2 separate regions of the Anas platyrhynchos genome follow, and region 1 is linked to region 2. Evidence: chromatin contacts called from public Hi-C data. All regions are on one chromosome and are shown on one strand. Each heading gives the region's core, a stretch centred on a gene start, on an enhancer-like site or on the middle of the called end of the contact. The rest is flanking DNA. Distances are from core to core; before and after follow the strand shown.

Evidence for each region. Hi-C and Micro-C count contacts between places; a contact is called where the count stands out from the background.
Region 1: a Hi-C map of small yellow follicle shows a contact between it and region 2, with 2.9 times the contacts expected there. The contact joins two enhancer-like sites. A contact is called at or near these places in 4 of 8 Hi-C or Micro-C datasets (F5 follicle, skeletal muscle, small yellow follicle and 1 more).

What each region holds. Positions count from the first base shown.
Region 1 is chr1:142,989,937-142,993,351 of IASCAAS_PekinDuck_T2T, forward strand. No RefSeq gene overlaps it. Among named protein-coding and RNA genes, the nearest start is that of UXS1, 53 kb to the left of the region's middle. Within about 2 kb of position 1,440, at least 4 of the 8 cell types and tissues checked have an H3K27ac peak or open chromatin away from gene starts, as enhancers often do. A contact at or near this core is called in small yellow follicle, where this site is marked.
Region 2 is chr1:142,875,837-142,879,212 of IASCAAS_PekinDuck_T2T, forward strand. It overlaps UXS1 (UDP-glucuronate decarboxylase 1), which reads right to left. Exons shown (of 15, transcript XM_027445224.3): 14 at 1,887-1,990. Among named protein-coding and RNA genes, the nearest start is that of ECRG4, 11 kb to the left of the region's middle. Within about 2 kb of position 1,880, at least 2 of the 8 cell types and tissues checked have an H3K27ac peak or open chromatin away from gene starts, as enhancers often do. A contact at or near this core is called in small yellow follicle, where this site is marked.

The DNA of each region.
Region 1 (3,415 bases), core at 190-2,689, 110 kb after region 2:
AGATATACATGCTCAGTAATTACCATAATGACATTGCTAAGCAGAGATGTATCAACCAGTCTGTAGCAGAGGGAATGGGCTCACTAAATGTAGGTAAGACTAAAGCCTGATTTGCTTTAGCTGCATGTAGCCCTACTTCTTCAAGAGAGTTACAAATGAGTAAATCATTTTCATATTAGACCAACAATTTTAAATTGGATATTAAAATTCACATTGTGGTCATCATTTGTTCATTTATGTGAAGTTTTCATAACCTTCAATTATCCCCATGCAGATGGTCTGAGAGCTATTAAAACAGATGTAGAGATGCAGTGAGCATCTCTCTTTTATTTTAAACTCTGAAGTTTCCTGTATTACCTTTTACAACCACTGAGACTTTGAAGTACACCCAACTGGTGAGCTTTAAATATTAGACTAAAAATTATAAAATATATATAACTAAAGAGCTGATACCTAGACAGACCAAAATCTATCTTCTTGGAATCTTACTAGTATTATTCACTTTCTTCTATCAAACAGCCAATAAATAATGTCAGACATTGAATGACCAGGTCATTCTAATAATAAATTTCCAGATGAAATATTTCCAGATGAAAATGTTTCTTTGTATGACAAGCGGTGGCCTTTTCCTGGTATAAAATTAAAATAGATATTTTAGTATGTGAGTATATTAGTATGTGAGATCCCTTCTAGCTCTGTCCTAAACCGCAGGATACCCATGCTCGAAATATAATGCATTCACCCACTAAGATTATGCCATGTTTAACCTAAAAAAAAAAAGTCAAACACATTTCCAAGGGAGGTTTTTGTGCAATAATCCAGAGCACTGCATTAGTGTCATTAATCTGTTTCTACCTGATGAGAAGTCTCAGACAGGAGGTCTGTCAAAGTGAGATTGTGATAAAATAACTCATAAACTTTCCAAGTGTAGTACCACATAAGAAATTAGAAAGGAATGAAATAGACACTGGGTGTCAAGTCTCAGGTAAATGTTTTCTACCACTCCTGCCTTCACAGGGATTCAGATGGACATAAAACTGCTCCTCAGTGTGGCAACACCTCAGAGATGCTGAGCAACATGAAGTGAACAAGAAGGGCAAATAATGTCATCTCTTCTCCAGTGTTAACAGAGCAGGACCCTTGAAACTAAAAAGATCTTTTACAACAAAGTGTGAATAGAAGCCAAAGTGTCACAGCTCTTTAAGTGCTCTGAAAGAAGATAAATCACCGTTTCTGAAGATGAGCTCCAACTGATAACACGGCACTGTTCAGCACTCCGCAGCAGCATAAATTTATAATCTAACACCGTCCAGTATCAAACCTCAGTTTATAAAACAGCTTCTAAGATTCTGTTTCTGAGGCTGTCTCTAGAGCCCTCTGTATCTGCTGCATTACACCATGAACATCTTCCCTCAGAGTCTTGTGTTTTTCTGACCTTCAAATAAGACTTCTATAGAAGCTGATATGACGTTAGTTGTGTCTGGTGTCTCATGGTCTCTGGGTGTCTCATGGTCTCTGAGATCATTCAACCCCCTAAACAGTTTTGTGCCTGTTTTGTCCAAATGAAATTTCCAAATTCTTTCTTACTGTAGAGACGTGGAAGTAGAACCTGAAAAACACTCTGTGCCTCAGAAGTTTTGAGTGAGTTTTCCTCATTACAACCTCTTTGTAACATTTTTTTCTCGACACAATGGATCTTGAATGCTATTCAGATGTCTTTCAGAGGATAAGTGTGTGATGATAATGACATGCAAAGGTTTTGTCAGTGCATCTTCTTAACAGACTGTTAGTGTTTAACCACTGCTTGAGGAAATGCTTCATGAGTTTGTAAATCTCACTCTATCCAGAAGAAGCTGAGAAGATGGTACTTCCAGATAAATTCATTGAGAAAGTTTGGTGAAGTTGCCTGGGGAACTGTGTTTTGGCACAATGATATATCTGTAATAGGCGCAATATTGTCTTTTCCTCTTATGCATCATTCTGCAAAAGGAGGTCTTCAGATACCGGCTTTTTTGTTGTTGCTATTGTTTTCTCCACTTTTCTTTCTTATTCTGAAAGCAAAATAATCTCAACTCCTTATGTTGAGTAGAATTTAACTGGCATAAAAGCTGAGCCAGACTGAAAATTTTGATTTCAAAGTTTAAAATTTGATTAGTGTTTCTTTTGTTGTTGCAAATACATAAACACTTACAATACAGTCTTTTAAATGTCTAACAGGCAAATACTTTACAAGCTTTCCACAATAGCAACATCTTTTGGGAAAACGTATTGAGTGTCAATGAGACTGAGCATGTGTAGGCTGCTGAAATGCACCATATCTGCAAGGATTTAACCCGAAAAAGGTAATGGAAATGTATGCCACTCAGCTCTTCAAAATGCAGTTCCCCAGTTGAGCATCTTGACCTATTTACAGTGTACAGCACTTTTAAATCCTTGACAGTAAAAATGGGAAATGGAAGATATTTTTTGTGCATATCAAATATATATTTTTATACTACTTGAAACTTTTTACAAGAAAATAGAATTGTGAAAACAGTGAAGAAATATAAGATTTCAGAATACATTGTCCACTTTCTGCTCATTGTACTGTGCATTTTGCAAGCCACAAGGGAAAAAAAAAAAAAAAAAAAAAAAAAAAGAACAATACAATGTGTACAGCTTGGCCTGCTGTGCTTGTTTATAAGTACTAATAGCATATTTTTAAGTAACCTAATAGCATCACGTCTCTTTTGTTGAGAAAAATAAACAATTTATAATTACCAAGAAGGATCTCTCTTTGTTTCTGAAAAATTTCAGAAAAATCTCCAATCTATCTAATATTCAATCACACTCTCCTCCTCAGGTTTGAAGTATCAGCTTTCATGGTAATACACATTCTGGGGGGGGGGGGAAAGAACATTAATTGCAGCTGATGAAAAAACAGCAGGTGGGAACATATGACACTACAGGTAAATTAGATGAGTTCACAGACTAGTAGGGCAGGAAGAAAACAAACACTTCATGATTGAAAAAATCCTTTAAAGTATCTAAAATGACGTTTGTGCAAAGTTTTATCTGCATAAACAGAGTTAACACTACTCTTTTAGGACAACAAATATATTTACATGTACCTAACAAACACCTGAACACCTGACATTACTGGGACCAGGCTAGACCCACTTTATGGAGGGGCAAAAAAGAAAAAATAAAAATAAAAAAGACAACTGGCATTCCACAGCTGACCCGTAAATTTATATATAAGAAGTGTTCCACCCTGCAACCTGTAGTGTCATGAAGTCTCTGGCACTGAGAATTAACAGGGGACGAAAAAGATATTACATTGTGCAAGACAGCTTTGTTGGGGAGATCCCCTTTCTTAAACAGTTTCTTTTGCCTTTTGATCTAAAAAGCAGATTTTAATCCAAACTACCACTTT
Region 2 (3,376 bases), core at 630-3,129:
CACATACTGGTTATATCTCTGCACTGCTAATGCATGTTAGCTTTCAAACATTAGATGTATTTTCTAATGTTGTAAGGCAAAAAAACTAACAAACTTAAATCATATCAGACAGTTATGTATTGACAGATTTACAAAATTTGAGCATTATACATTAAAAAAGAGAAGTACACAGAAACCTAAGTCCTTTCTGTTTTTAATAATTAAGGACCACCTTTTGCAGAATCTCACAGAATGGTATACACCCTAGAAAGGCATAAAGGTGGTAGGATTTGTTGTTTGCATCCATATAAAGAAAGAAGGGATACAAATTAGCATCCAGTGTCATTTGACATCCTTAAATCCCATTAAAATAATTATATTTTTTGTATTCTATGCCTGTATTTAAACACTGTGCTCTGTAGACCAGAACAACAGAAATATTATCCACTTTTCTCGGGAGTCATATGCTCTGACATGCTTGCTGATACCATCTTCGATACAGGAGGATAGAAAAGCAGCACAAAAACTATGTGCCTGAAACTCAATGTACCAATACTGTGCTGCTACTTCAGAGTCAATGTTGGTACTCACGGCACCGAAAACAGGTCAGAGGTATAAAAGTCAACTGCTTTAAGCCTTTTATAACACCTTCCACCCTCCTTGTGCTTTGAGGCACGGTCTGTTAATATCTGGTGTCTCTGAATAATTTCAGAAGGGTCCAGAGCTTTTTCTATTAATAGCCTTGTATTTACTAAATGGGTTCACAGGTTTCCTGTAAAGATTTTTGTCTGAAAAAAATCCAAAAAAGCTTACAAATCATTATGCTAGCTAGAATGGGGAGCTGGCTAAGAAAGTCATGCTCTTTCTATGGATTAGAAAGAGCCTTACCTCACCACCAAAACAGCTCTTATCATCAACTCTGCTTTGCTATAGATTTGGACAATTAACTTCACCAGAAAGGTTGAGAAGGAAAGTAACAGTGATCATGGGAATTTTGCAATTCTCACATATCAGCTGTGCAGAATAATCACTATCTTAGCCACCTCAGATAACTAATAATCAAGTTTCAGAAGTGGACAGACAAACTTTATTGTGGATGGTAAGACAAGTTCAACTAGCCTCGAGCATGTTCCAAGCTTATCTACACTGAGAACAAGCCTTGAACATCTCTACATATGATACCTGTAGCCCAAAATGAGAGCTGTTTATTCTGGTTTAAGTTCTGTCCACCAGAACTTAAAACAATAAGGAAGAAAAGAAAAAAAGAGCATCAGCTCTCTCTGATTAGGTTCATATTTTGCTTTGCCCGAGTTTCACATAGTTCCCTTTAAATGAACTCAAAACTAAACAGAACATCCAATTCTCGTATTTCTCCCCACTAATCCAAACAAATGTTTTGGTTGCAATGTTGTTACCAATCATCTTAAAAAGAGTCTTACACTGTAGATTTTCTAAAAATATTCTAATGAAGTTAAAAGCAATATTTTCCTTCCATAATGCATGTTACTCCAGGAAAACAGGAATGAGGGCAGCAACAGCAAATTCATTAGGCTCCCATAACTATGTACAATATATTTCAAAGAATATGTCAGGCTTACAGGAGGCAACCACTTTAGAATATACATATTAAACAGTTAAAATGCCTATATTTTGTTCCTACTGAAGTTTGTTAAAAATGCCAGTACTAATATGCTCTTCTGCATGGCAAAGAGCATGCAATCTTACCCAGCAGTTCATCAGTCATGAGCAAGGTCAACTTATGACAGACTGTAGGCACCGTACACCCTTTAAAGAACTGTCCTGGAGATTGCATTAAGCAAATATTCTGAAAACTGAAAGATATCCTTATCACATGGTACGCCTCCTTGTGTTTTCGCACACAAAGACAGTAACACAGCTGTACATACCACAGGTTCCCAGCCAAGCAATAACTTTGCTTTTCTGATGTCAGGTTTTCGTTTCTGAGGATCATCCTGTGCTTCTGAGAGAAACTGGATTTCACTCTCACTGCCTATCAAACAAGAGACTGCGTATTATCATCTGCAATTCACGATGCTTTGCATTTATCTTTTCTACCTACTGAAGCATTAGGTCTTTCTGTTGTTTTCTGCTTCGTAATTGTACCACTGAAACGCCTTCCACAGACACAGCTGCATTGTATGCAACAGCTGGGTAAGCCAGCTGCCCTACAACAGCACGGATTCACAAAAACATTTCACAAAGATTTCAGCATGGATTCACAAAAGGGAAGTCATGCTCCATCACTTGAATAACCTTCTTTGATGAAATAACTGCCTCTGTAGTTAAGGGGAGAGCATCCACTTTGACCTCAGTGAGGCTTTTGCTGTTGTATCCTGTAAAATCCTTCTAGACGGGCTGTTGATGTACAGCTAAGTGGCCAGATCCAGAGGATGCTGGTGAGTGACACAAAGTCTAGCTGGAGGCCCGTAACTACTGCTGTACCCCAGGGGTCAACACTGAGTGGCTGGTACACCAATACCGGGACTGTGCTGTTGTCCAGCATTCTTGACACACTAAAAACAGGCTGACAGAAACCTCACAAAGCTCATCAAAGGGATGTGTAGAGTCCTGTATGGGGAGGATCTGATCAATGTGGTTAAGTATCTGAATGGAGGGTGTCAAGAGGATGGAGCCAGATCCTTCTCAGCTGTGCTGAGAGATAGGACAAGAGGCAGCAGGCACAAACTGAAAACACGGGTGGTTCCTTCTGAGAATAAGGAAAAACTTTTACTGTGAGGGTAACTGATGAATGGAACAGGTTTCCCCAAGAGGCTGTGGAGTCTCACTCCTTGGAAGACTTCAAAACCACCTGGACACACCAAAACCACCTGAGCCTGCTCTAGGTGGCTCTGCTTGAGGAGGGGGGTTGGACCAGGTGGCCTCCAGAGGTCCCCTCCCACACCTCAACTGTTCTGTGATGCTGTGAGTGCTTTTGCCTTGCGAAAAGACTTCACTTGTTCTTTGCCCATACTTCTCAGTCTGATAGTTAAATACCCACAGCACTTGTCTTACCTCATGACACCACGCATATAGGACAATTTATACAATGAAATCTAGCAAACAGTTTACATGCCACTTTACTGTGAGGTTTTATGGATGTAGAATTAAATTGCCTCTCCAGGCAGATTGAAACAAGTCAAGCTGTTTGTGAACAGACAAGGTAAAGATTATTTCATCTGCCAGGTGGGTTTGGTGTTGTGATTTTCAATTTCCCTCCCTGATCTGTAGACTCAAGCATTTTCCAGTGGGGATAGTCCTCTATTAGAAACATCACATGCATCAGCTTCTGTACTGCATGTTTGAACCGGTCTTTTTCAGGCATCTCTAATAGATCCCTCAGAAGCACTGGTAGAGTCTACAGATAAAAACCCCTTGG